2 separate regions of the Mus musculus genome follow, and region 2 is linked to region 1. A link is a contact called in public promoter capture Hi-C data. All regions are on one chromosome and are shown on one strand. The core of a region is the stretch at or near the end of the contact, and the rest is flanking DNA. Distances in the headings are between cores, read along the strand shown.

Region 1 (5,468 bases), core at 838-3,337:
GTTTCTTTCCAATAAGCTTTGAATATCACCACGAGGCTCACAATGATACCCTACATCCTCCATGTTTGCACCTGGCACCACCTTCCTCTGTGTAATCAGAACCACGTTCTTCACCGAAACACGCTGGGCCACCAAACCCAGGAAAAAGCAGCTGAAACCCCAAACCTACAACTTGGCCAGCCGAGCATCCAGCCCACCCCAGCCCCACCCAGCCTCAGAACTCCAAGTCCACCCCCAGCCCCACCCAGACTCAGGCCATCAAGTCTTTGAGCCCCACCCAACTTCAATGAACCTAGCTAGCTGCAGGGCCTATGGACGCAGTCAAGGAGCTTGTTTTTCCAAAGGGAATGTTTCCTCTTACTCTCAGCGTCATCAATGTGTAATAGGGAACTGCTTACAAGATACAGACGCTCCGAATAAAAATAAAATAAGAAACAAAAACCCACTCCAGAGACAGTGAGCCCTCTGAGTTACCGACCCAGAACAATTCTGCAGACATCAACTGGTCCTCCATTTTGAAATGAGAGTGATTCCATCCTTAATTACTAAAAACACCTTTCTACAAACATATCACCTATTGTTCACAAGTATTTGTACAGCCAACACTGTTATACTGGAATATCTGGGCAAACAATAAGGATTTGTCGATAAGCACGTTGGGGACTATGGCCCACCGCCATGTGCAGTCTTATGCGCAATGCGGCAGATTGTCTAAGGTTTCAATGTTTCCCTATGTGTTCCTGAAGGAACAGGAAATAGGGGTTTCAAAGTGCATCGTCAAATGCCATCCAAAATTTTGGGGAGTGAAACAACATTATGTTCTGCAAAGATTTTCTTTTTCTTTCTTTCTTTTTTTTTCCTGTGTGTTTGGTTCAGTAGTTTCGAAATAAGGGAAATATTGCAGTATGGTGTTTATTGGAAAATGGAAAAAAAAACACAACGCATTTGGAAAGCAAAAAGATCTACTCTTTCATTACTCTGACAAATGAGAAACACACGCGATGTTTGAACGCCGAAATGCCTCACATTTCTCAAATATCTATTGGGTTTATCCTAAAACCTGTACCAGATTTTCTGATATTACTTCCCATAGCAAACATCCATTTGTGACATAAAATAGTCCAAATTCACCTGACACATTATCAGATGCAGGAAGAACCTAGCTTGGGTTATTATTACCATTTTCCCCTTAAGAATTAGAGAAATGTTTTTAAATAATTAAAGCGTCTTTATACACAAGGCCCAATAAAATATAGATCCTAAAAATTGGCCTCACCCATGAAAGACATCCTGAATACACCGAAGTCTCCCCACCCCCACCCACGACCCAACCCTCGAAAAACACCTGTTAACCTAGGGTAGTTCTGACCACCATCAAACCACAGAAACACGGTATTCTATACCATACGAAACCTTTACTGACCCCACCCCTCACCCCCCAGCCCCAGCCAAGCTGAGGAGTCCAGAAACCATTTTCACATTCTTCTTCACAGGGCGGATTGGGGGAGGGGAGCTCGGGATCTGCGGGTTTCCAAGTCAAGGGATCTCTGAGGGGGTGGGGTGAGGTGAGAGACACGAAGGAGTCCCCAATGCACTTTTGAGCCTAGCAGGACCCTACCTCGAGCCCCAAGGGACATACTTTAGGGACGAGGATGCAGAGAGCGATCCCCAGGTTCTTGAATAACGCGGGGAGCTGGGGAAGTGGCACCCATTGCCCGAGGCGGTGGAGCGGGCAGCTCCTGCGCCAGCAGGGTGGCTCTTACCCGGAGGGTGCCGAACTGCGGGCGGTCGGCCCGGACTGTGGCTGGAATCCATCCGGCGCTGCCCGGCTGCGCTCACCATCCTCGGCAGGTTTGGGCTCATGTTGCTGGAGGGATCGGGTAGGAAGCTCGGGACCAGGGTTGAAGCAGGCGGTCGGCTCCCTGCTGGAGTGTGAGAGGCGGCTGGTGGCTCGGCGCCCGGGGCTCCTTCCGGGCTCCCCGCCGGCTCTGGAAGCGGCCGCAATCGCGACCGGGGGCGAGCTGCGGTGGAGTCGCGGCGGGAGCCCAGGCCGCTGCGGACCACGCGATCCCGCAGCCGGCGACTAGAGCCCACCTCTGCAGAGACAAAGGTTAGAAAAAGAGGGGGTGAGGCTCTGGGAAAGCAGAATGCGGGGGCAAATTCGCCTGGGAAATCAGGAAAAAGGCCGTGAAGGCGAGCGGCGCCTGCACATGACCAGCCGCAGCCAATGACGACCGCAAATAGGTCATAAAAAGGTCTATTACCAAGTTGTAAATTTTCTTCAAACAAAAAGGAATTTACTGCAATTCCTTGCGGATTTTGCACATACAGCTCGCGAGCGCCATGTTTTTCCTCTTCTCTTTCTCTCTCTCTCTCCTCTCTCTCCTCTCTCTCTCTCTCTCTCTCTCTCTCTCTCTCTCTCTCTCTCTCTCTCCTTACTACCTCTCCTCTTTTTATCTTCTTTTCTTTTCCTTTCTCTTCGGAATCCCTTTCCTCTCTTCTCTCTCTCTCTCTCTCTCTCTCTCTCTCTCTCTCTCTCTCTCTCTCCTCTCTGTGTGTCAGTTCTCTCTCGTTCTGTCTCTGTCTGTCTCTGTGCCTCCCCCCCCCTCTTTCACACACACACACACACACACACACACACACACACACACACACACGCACGCGCGCACGCACCACACCTTTTCTAGGAATTACTGGGCATTTTTGGTTTTGTTTGGCTCAAAACGTCTGTGCAATTGGCCGCCATGTGGGAGGGAAATGAGACCAGGCAGTGCTTAAGCTCCGGGGATGTCATCCCACAGCGCCTCCCCCAGTCCCAAGTCTGCCCCCCCCCCCAACGTTGGTCACTTGGCTACTCTCTTCCTCTCCCTCACAAAAAAACACTTGTCCAGAAGGAAAGCAGGCACTCTCAGTTTTTACCCGCTCATTTCAGGAAAGCCACATCCCAATACTTTACCCAGAAAACGGGGCTGTTTAGGCCAAGAGAGCACATTCATTTGCCACTTGGCTCCAACTTAAATTAGGGTCCCTCCCGCCTCCTACGTGTTTCTGTGGTGGGGGAGCAACCACTCATCCCAAAGGCTGTGAATGGTTTGGGATACTTGTCTACCTCTCTGAAATACCATTTTGAGCACCCACGATTGGGCTTTTAATCTATTGCCACAGAAAGGAAATTCCCCCCCCCCCCCATCCCTCACTTTAGGTCCTCGATCAATTCTTGCTTATTGGGGAAGTTAGTACTAGTCCTCTCTGCTCTTTCTTCAATCATTTCAGCCCCTGGCCTCCATGTTTGACCATTGAAAAACGCTCAATGCAGCTCTGGGAAGGGAAGGAGTTTTATCTGTTCTTGAAAAGAACAATCTAGGAAAAAAAAAATTCCTCAAAGGTTGGAGTGGTATCACCTTTGTATTGTCAGTGGGAAGCTCTCTGGGGAGCTCACCTGAAAGTCAATGGTATTGCAGGTTCCTCTCAGGAGCACTGCGACCAGAGCCTGCCTGACAGGGACCACTATCCTGCTCAGTCATTTTCAGAACAGTCTAGCAAGGTGTTTCTGAGTATCCGCATTAGATGTTGGAGCTCTAAGTTACTAGTGGAGATGAACTGAAGCATAGCGCCCCTTTGTGCAGGTCATTTGTATCCTAAGAGAAAGTTCTCATGAACTTGGATAATTTTAATTAAAGGGTTTCTGCCACCATCTGTCAGCAAAATTCTTAATTCTTGAAAAGGCCAGTGGGCTCTAATTTTGCTGGTCCATTAAAATGGTTTTTTTTTCCTCTCTCTTTCCCTTTCCACCTCTAGACACCCAAGGATTCAGCAAACATCCAAGATATGGAGGAGACACTAGATGTGAATTCTTATGCAGTGAATTAAACAATATGTTATTACACAAGGAAATGGGCAAGCTGGTGCTTATTCCCTGGTCGATACACATAGAAGTGGGTAAAGAGATTGTTCAATTCTAAAACATTCTAAAAATTAATCTCAATTTGCCTCTGTATCATCTGCCCTCTATCCAAATAAAAGCAGAGCTTATCCCATGCCCTTTCAGCCTGGGGGAAATGAGGGATGGGGAGAGACTGCAGAGAGAGGCAGCCATGTTGTGCTGTTTGTCTGCTGTGCAGAGGCAAGCAATAGGACTCGGAAAATGGAATCCTAGAACCGACTTTTCTCTAAAAGGGAGGAACCACCACACCCTCTTTTTGTCTGTGGCTCCGGTGTTGTCACTCAGAAGGCTTTTCTCTTGTAGCCAGTGTTCACATTGAGGGGCCCTTGATTTTTGTGGAATTACAGACTTTGCTAGGTCTCAGGATAGAAAAGCGCCACCTGGTTTTACAAGGTCTCTGGAGGTTTATGTAAATTTGTGCAGCAAAAAAAAAAAAAAAAAAAAAAAAAAAAGTTCCTTTCTTGCTGCAGTGCTTGACTGTTTACAGAGCTGAACCAATCAGAAAGGCACCTTGCCTGCTTCCCCACTAGTCCCTCCCCACTGAGATGGCATCAAGGGGTGGGGGTCCAACCTTGATGAGAGGAAGAGAGGAATGGGGGAGGGTAATTCCTCAAGGTCTTTATTTGGAAACCTATGCTCTTTGGTAGCTGCAGAAACATTCATTTTTACATTTATTATCAGCATTTTCTGTATGTGTAAATCTATGGTTCAGGGGCCAGTGTGGCCCTAAACGAAGGTGCATTTTCAGAGCTGCAAAGTCTGTCAGAATGTCAAAGATGTGGTGTTTTTACCTTATTTTCTATCTTTGATTTCTATTCCCACTCCTTCACTCAGTAGGTCCTTTTCCTAGTTGAAGCTTGTCAAATTTTAGTTTGAAGAGTGATATTTGGGGGAGCATTCTTGAGTTGGAGATACCAATTTTTTAATTTATTAATTTTTGTTATATGTGTACAAATGTTTTGGCAGCATGCACGTAAGTGCACCCCATTCCATTTCCTGGAACTAGGCTTGTGCATGGGTGTGAGTCACCACATGGATGCTAAGAACTGGAGCCTTGATATTCTGCAAGAGCAACAAGTGCTCTAACTGCTGGGCCATCTTTCCCACCCCAGAGAGAGCAAAGTTTAAAGAGTCCCTTAAATCAAAAGCAGTTGGAGTTTAGCCAGTGCTGGTCTTCAGGTAGTTTATGCCCAAGGCTGTTTTCCAGCTGGGCTCTCAGCCCAAGGCGTCCTTGCTCTCTGTTCCAGCTAACACAGACAGCGATTGGTTCAGGCAGTACACAAGAGTACGCAAACATCCCCAAATCCAACACTGGCCTTTGCAGCTGTCTGCTCTGTACAAATGTTTAAGCCTTGGCCACTCCTGATTAAATCATCTTTCCGGGCTTAGGTTGACAAATGTCACAGCCATGGCCTCTTCCCTGGGTGGAGAGTCAGGTGGTGACTTGCCTTTAACCCAGCCAGCACCAATCCTACTGCTATCCACAAGACAGCAGACAAACCACCCACTACCGCCTGCCAGTGAG
Region 2 (5,468 bases), core at 1,550-4,049, 700 kb before region 1:
ACACACACACACACACACACACACACATATATATATATATATATAATCCTAACATGGTAGAGAAGAGGTTGGACCAAGCAAGGCTCTCTCTCTTCCTCTCTTTCATTTGTATAATATGCCTAGGTTTGTTTTAAAGCATTATTTTTCTTATTTTCTATGATTATAGATGCTTATAGAAAAATATCCCGAAAGACAAATACTACATGTTTCCTCTAATAGGTAGAACATTGATTTTAATTTTTACATGCCACTCCCCACATGTGTGTGCAAGAGCATGCATGTGCCCTCATGTGTATAGTTCATACAATTAGAAAGGAAACCACAAGCAGAGACAAACAGAGATCTCAAGGGAGGTAGGGCAAAAGAAAAAGAGAATGATAGAGTATATGTATTAATATCATGAAAGGCAGATGGGGGTTACCGGATGACGAAAGCATCCAGAAGGAGGAGGAGGGGGAGGATGGTGGAGGGAAGATCACCAAACAATGTATGAAGTGTTACAACAAAACCCAATTGCTCTGCATGCCTGACAACATTTAAGAAAACATGCACAAAGAGCCTGATGAACGTTGGGAAAGTCAGTCTTTCAGGTGTAGATCATGTGGACTCCAGGAGGAGCAACAGACAAAGGGGGCAGTGTGGAGGGTGAAGTATTGCTGTGAAATAAGCAGTGGGGTTGTGATAGGGGTAAATCAATGATATGAATTTTATTGAAAGGTCCGCTGACTGACTCCTCACTTGGGCACTTCCAACAGTGTGTGGCCAATGGTAAGGGTCACACAGTCATGACGGCATAAAGCCCCGGGTTTCAACAAGCTGCCTCTCATGGGATTCTCCTTTCTCCACACTCCTGTAGTTCCCACCCAAGCTTCACTGGCTGGCACCAGAGCTCTCACTTCATTTGTCTTCCGCATGAGCTCTGTCCCAAGCCATCATTAGACTGGCATCATCACCATGTTTCCTCCTCCTGGATCATGTAGTACTGCTTCCCCCACCCCTTCACCCATGGCAAGGTTCAGGTCTGATTTCCCTATAAGGAATGGAAAGCATAGCAAACGTACTTGATTTTTATGTGACTCAAGACCCTTTAGCAATGAAGACCCAAAGACCCATGGAAAACTATCTTTGAGGACAGTCTTGTCAAAGTGGACAGAAGGGTGTGGCCTGATGCTGATGAATATGCAAGGCCATATTCTTCAAATTCTTGGCCTCCTGGTGTTGGGAAAGACCCTTCTGGAATGACATTCTTAGGATCTTTACTTAAAGAAAGAAGATCAAATACTTTTTTCATGACTTGCTTTGGAGGCAGCCAGAGTGACCTACAATCAGATCTTCTGGCTTCTAAGGTCTTCTCAGTTTCCTTTAACTTAACCTACTCAGCATCTCTGGGTATCATATTTTGTAGTAGCATTTCCTGTACTCCACATAGTAGTCTAAAGGGAAAACCAGGCCACAGGTGCAATCACAGAACGTCTTTCTCTGTGTTTCAGTTTCCACATTTGGAGATTGCCAGAGTAGGGCTTACAGGTTCTACAAACCAGGCTGCTCCTGGCTGAGAACCGCTGGAATGCTTCTGAAGGTAGAGATGCTTAAACGCTGCTGTGACACTGCAGACTTCTTGGGCTGGTGCTATCCTTTCCAGTTCACCAGCCACCTGCTGTGCCCTGTGCCCTGTGCCCTGTGCCCTGGCCCTTGAACTCTTGCTGAAATCCGGGAGAACTCAGATGGCTGCCTCATTCTCTGATTTGCTCCTGTGCATTAAACAACATGGTTTTCATCACAGCCAAATACTCAAACAACTGTAAAACGCAAATATCCCAACACTTGCAGTGTGAAATTCTGATATGTCTGTCTCCACATCAATGGACTCCTCTCTTGCCAAATTTTAACATGAGCTGAATTTAAGAGTAGTTTCCAGACTCTCCTAGTAACTGTCTAGAACATATATTTTAATCCCCCATTGAATAAGAATTTGTTAGAAGAAATAACTCAGCTTTGTCAGAAAACAATAATACCAATGAATAGTCATTTACATGTACATGAGCCTTGACTTTTTTTGTTTTGTTTTGTTTTTTGAGGCAGGATTTCTCTGGGTAGCTTTGGCTATCCTGGAACTCACTCTGTAGACCAGGCTAGCCTTCACTAAAGAGATCTACCCACCTCTGTCTCCTGAAGGCTGGGATTAAAGGCGTGCGCACCGCAGCTGGCACTTGGATGAATTTTTCATATACCTGTGTAAGTCCAGGGTATAGATTGAACAGACTGTGCTGAAAAGTCCTATCAATAAGCCCAAGCTTTGTTACCATGACAACCCAAGTAACTGAATGATCAACAGTGAGGGGGCCACTCTATTTGTGAGGCTCATTTGATGAATACAAAGAAGGATTTGGTGGGACATGTAGAAAATCAGTACAGTTATTTAGCGACATGCTGTAAAAATCCAGTTTTTTTTTTTTTTTAATTATTTAAAGAATGTCTTGAGTCAGGCACCGTGGTACACACCTTTAATCCTAGAGTTTGGGTGCTTGAAGAAGGATAACAAATTCATGCCCAGTTTAGGCTAGCTGAGGAGACCTTGTCTCAACCTGTTTCTGAACAACTCAGCAACGATGCTAATGACGGGTGATACTATCAACAACAGACAGTAATTGTTTCACATCTTGGCGCATTTCGGAGTTCCTAGTAAGTCCAATGTATGGATAACAATGGCTAATTGCCTGGATCACTCCTATGCATAATGAGTTAAGGAGTGGTGTACCTTGCTTCCCATTCCACTCCCTACCTCACCCACAAAGGAGGGAAGGAAGACCCAAATCCAAAAGGGCCTAGGTCTGTGGAAGTGGAGGGTGGGATGATAGGGTTGTACTGAGCCCTCTTTGAGGCATTCCCGAGCTCTCAAGGACACCACAGATTGCCTTAGGCTAGCCCTTTCCTCCTTGGAATGTGGATCTCAGAGACTGAATTTCCATGGCACGTGCTTCTCTGAATCTCAGCCACGTTCACTCTGTAGAGAGCTTGACCAGGCGCCTGCTTGTGTGTCTGTTCTGTGTTCTCTGGAATCTCATCGCTGACAGCTGGCCCCCTGAGGACACGTCTCTCTAGTCACGGCTTCACTGAAAGTTTATGGTCTTTAGGATTTGGCTTTTCTTGACTCCTCAGTCTCAGATGCAAAACCAGCTTCTGTTTAAACCATCAGACGAGGTTCTGAGCCTTTGTTCAGTCCCAAGGAATTTCCCAGGAGCCCCAGGATTGCCTATGGATTAGTGGCGGTGAGTCCGGATGATTGGCGTTGTCCTCTGGAAAAGTCCTATCCGTGTGCTTTGCTGACTTAATATTTTATTATTATTGTATTCTTAAATTATGAGGTGATTGAGGAGGGAAAATGTGGGCTTTCTGCAGAGGGGTGAAAGCTTACAAATCTAGAATTAAAAAAAAAGTTGAAGTATTTTGAACCTCTTCAATAACTGTCTCTTATGTGGGTAATATAATTACTAGTGGAAAAATGAATAAGAACTCAAACCCAATAAATTATATTTCCATTGAATTTCTTTCCTTATACTCTAAGGGAACAGGATTGTCAAATGCTTTCCTGCCACCTTATTTTTTAAGTGCTAAGACATGACATAGTACGCACTTTAATGTATTCGCTCATGTCCAGTTTCAACAACACTGGGAGGGAATTAGTACCCCATAATTCATGCTGTAAGGTGCCTTATTACAATTATAAAATTTTATTATAAAATGTTTTTTTAATATTTATATTGTTAATTAAATGACGATGGATTACTCATAAATTCAGAACAGAGAATTATGGTTCATTACTTCCTGCTCAGGCTTCTTATTAGCCAATCAGAATATTAGCTTTCTTTCCCTATACGTATAGATGCTTGACGGCGAAGCTTGCAATGTTGCTGTCCTTTGAAAGTTGTCTCCGAAATAAGAAACTCTCAGAGCAGTTTATCTGCAAAGAAGGTGATACAAAGCTCTCATTTTCTTGGGGTGATTTTTTGAGGCACTGTGTGATATTTTTTAAATCTTCTTTTGAATTTTGGTTTCTACAGAGAGTTCTACTAAAAGCGACTACTGTAAAGACAGTAGTCTTTTTTTTCTGCTTGCTTTCATACACACTGCTTTGGCTGTCACCTGAGTTGTGACCGAAACATTAAATGAAGACATACAAACACCTAAGCAGCAACCAAAAGGTAGAAAGATGAGAGACTGCAAGAGAATCTTCTAGACCTTCACTGTCTGTAACGTAGCCTTGTGGCCACACACGACTGTTCAGTAGTTAAAATGTGAGAAGTGTGACTGAGAAGTCGAATTTCAGATGTTATTTACTTTTAATTAATTAATATGTGAGCTATTGCATTTTTTAAAGCCCACTTACTCTCCCAGTCACGTTCTGGCTCTGTTTTGCTAACAGGCTAGGTTGGAAGGCCATGCAACTGAGGAATATTTGGTGGCCGGAGTTAAAGCCAAAGCACAGGGAAGATGGATATTGCAGGAGGGCTCCACAGGCTTCTATGCTACGCTGCCTACGGTGGGGGGTGTGGCTTTGGTGAAGGGGGTGACACTTAAAGAAACCCTGCTGAGAATCAAGGCACACTGGCACCGAGGCCCTGGGTACATGTGGGTACAAATGTTTTCTTCTCGCTCATTCTGCTCTTTTGTTGAATGAACACTTTTAAACCATCCCCTGTCATCGTCTTATTGACACTTTTTTTCCCTTTTGATTAATAATGTTGTAAACCCATCACCTGGGAAACTTGTGAAAATGTGGATCGGATCCAGCGGGCCTCTGGTGCAGCTTCCATTCTGCATTTCTAGGAAGGCGCCTGTGAGGCACATGGTTGAGGACCACCCTGGAGTCTGGAGGCTCTAGAAGGTCTAGAAAACATCTGCATTTCACACCTTCAGAATCAACCCTGTCCTAATTACTGGTTTAAACATAAAAGGTTCCCACTCTCCAGAAATCAATATGCTTTTAGTTTTAGACTCAGACTGGGAACATTTGTCTGGGGACCAGGGAAGCCAGAAGGTTGTTGTGTTTGGAGAAATGAGGCTCATTATTTGCAGCACCAAGACTGGTGTAAGTATGCTCTGATGTGACCGACCATACTGGCATTCTGGAGGTGTTTAAAAAGCAAGGAGGAAAAACCCGGAGAGGAGAACCCAGTCAATTTTTTTATACAAATAGCTACAATGCTGTATTTCAGTGTTGTTGTGACCACTCTTTATAACCCCATGCTTTTACAGCAAGCTGTGATTTAGAGCTAGTTGAAGAAGGAATCGATTGTAGGTAGAGGCCAGCTATTGATCAGAAAAAGGGAATGGGAAACTGGAATGCTTCTTAAATAGAGAAAAATTCAGAATTAGAAGTCAGGTGGCAGGAGGGCCACTGTTTGAAACAAATGCAAGGAGTACCGCTTCATGGCATCTAGATGCACTCTGGGATGTTTGGCTTTCTG

What was found. Promoter capture Hi-C pulls out the DNA fragments that hold promoters and counts their contacts.
Region 2: a contact with region 1 is called in a promoter capture Hi-C map of trophoblast stem cells, with 6 times the contacts expected there. The contact joins the enhancer-like site here to the promoter of Hoxd3 in region 1. A contact is called at or near these places in 11 of 39 promoter capture datasets (the C10 cell line, the HPC-7 cell line, cranial neural crest and 8 more), 3 of 484 Hi-C or Micro-C datasets (embryonic stem cells and uterus), 7 of 115 datasets of contacts at active chromatin or transcription factors (the NIH/3T3 cell line, embryonic forebrain, embryonic limb bud and 3 more) and 5 of 9 other capture datasets (adipose tissue, embryonic stem cells, embryonic tail and 2 more).

What each region holds. Positions count from the first base shown.
Region 1 is chr2:74,708,612-74,714,079 of GRCm38.p6, reverse strand. Hoxd3 (homeobox D3) reads right to left here and starts at 2,087. Exons shown (of 3, transcript NM_010468.2): 1 at 1,764-2,087. It overlaps Gm38462 (predicted gene, 38462), which reads left to right and starts at 2,022. Exons shown (of 2, transcript NR_164327.1): 1 at 2,022-2,110. Hoxd3os1 (homeobox D3, opposite strand 1) reads left to right here. Exons shown (of 3, transcript NR_027899.1): 3 at 3,799-4,036.
Region 2 is chr2:75,410,127-75,415,594 of GRCm38.p6, reverse strand. No RefSeq gene overlaps it. Among named protein-coding and RNA genes, the nearest start is that of Gm39857, 17 kb to the right of the region's middle. Within about 2 kb of position 2,799, at least 11 of the 459 cell types and tissues checked have an H3K27ac peak or open chromatin away from gene starts, as enhancers often do. A contact at or near this core is called in trophoblast stem cells, where this site is marked.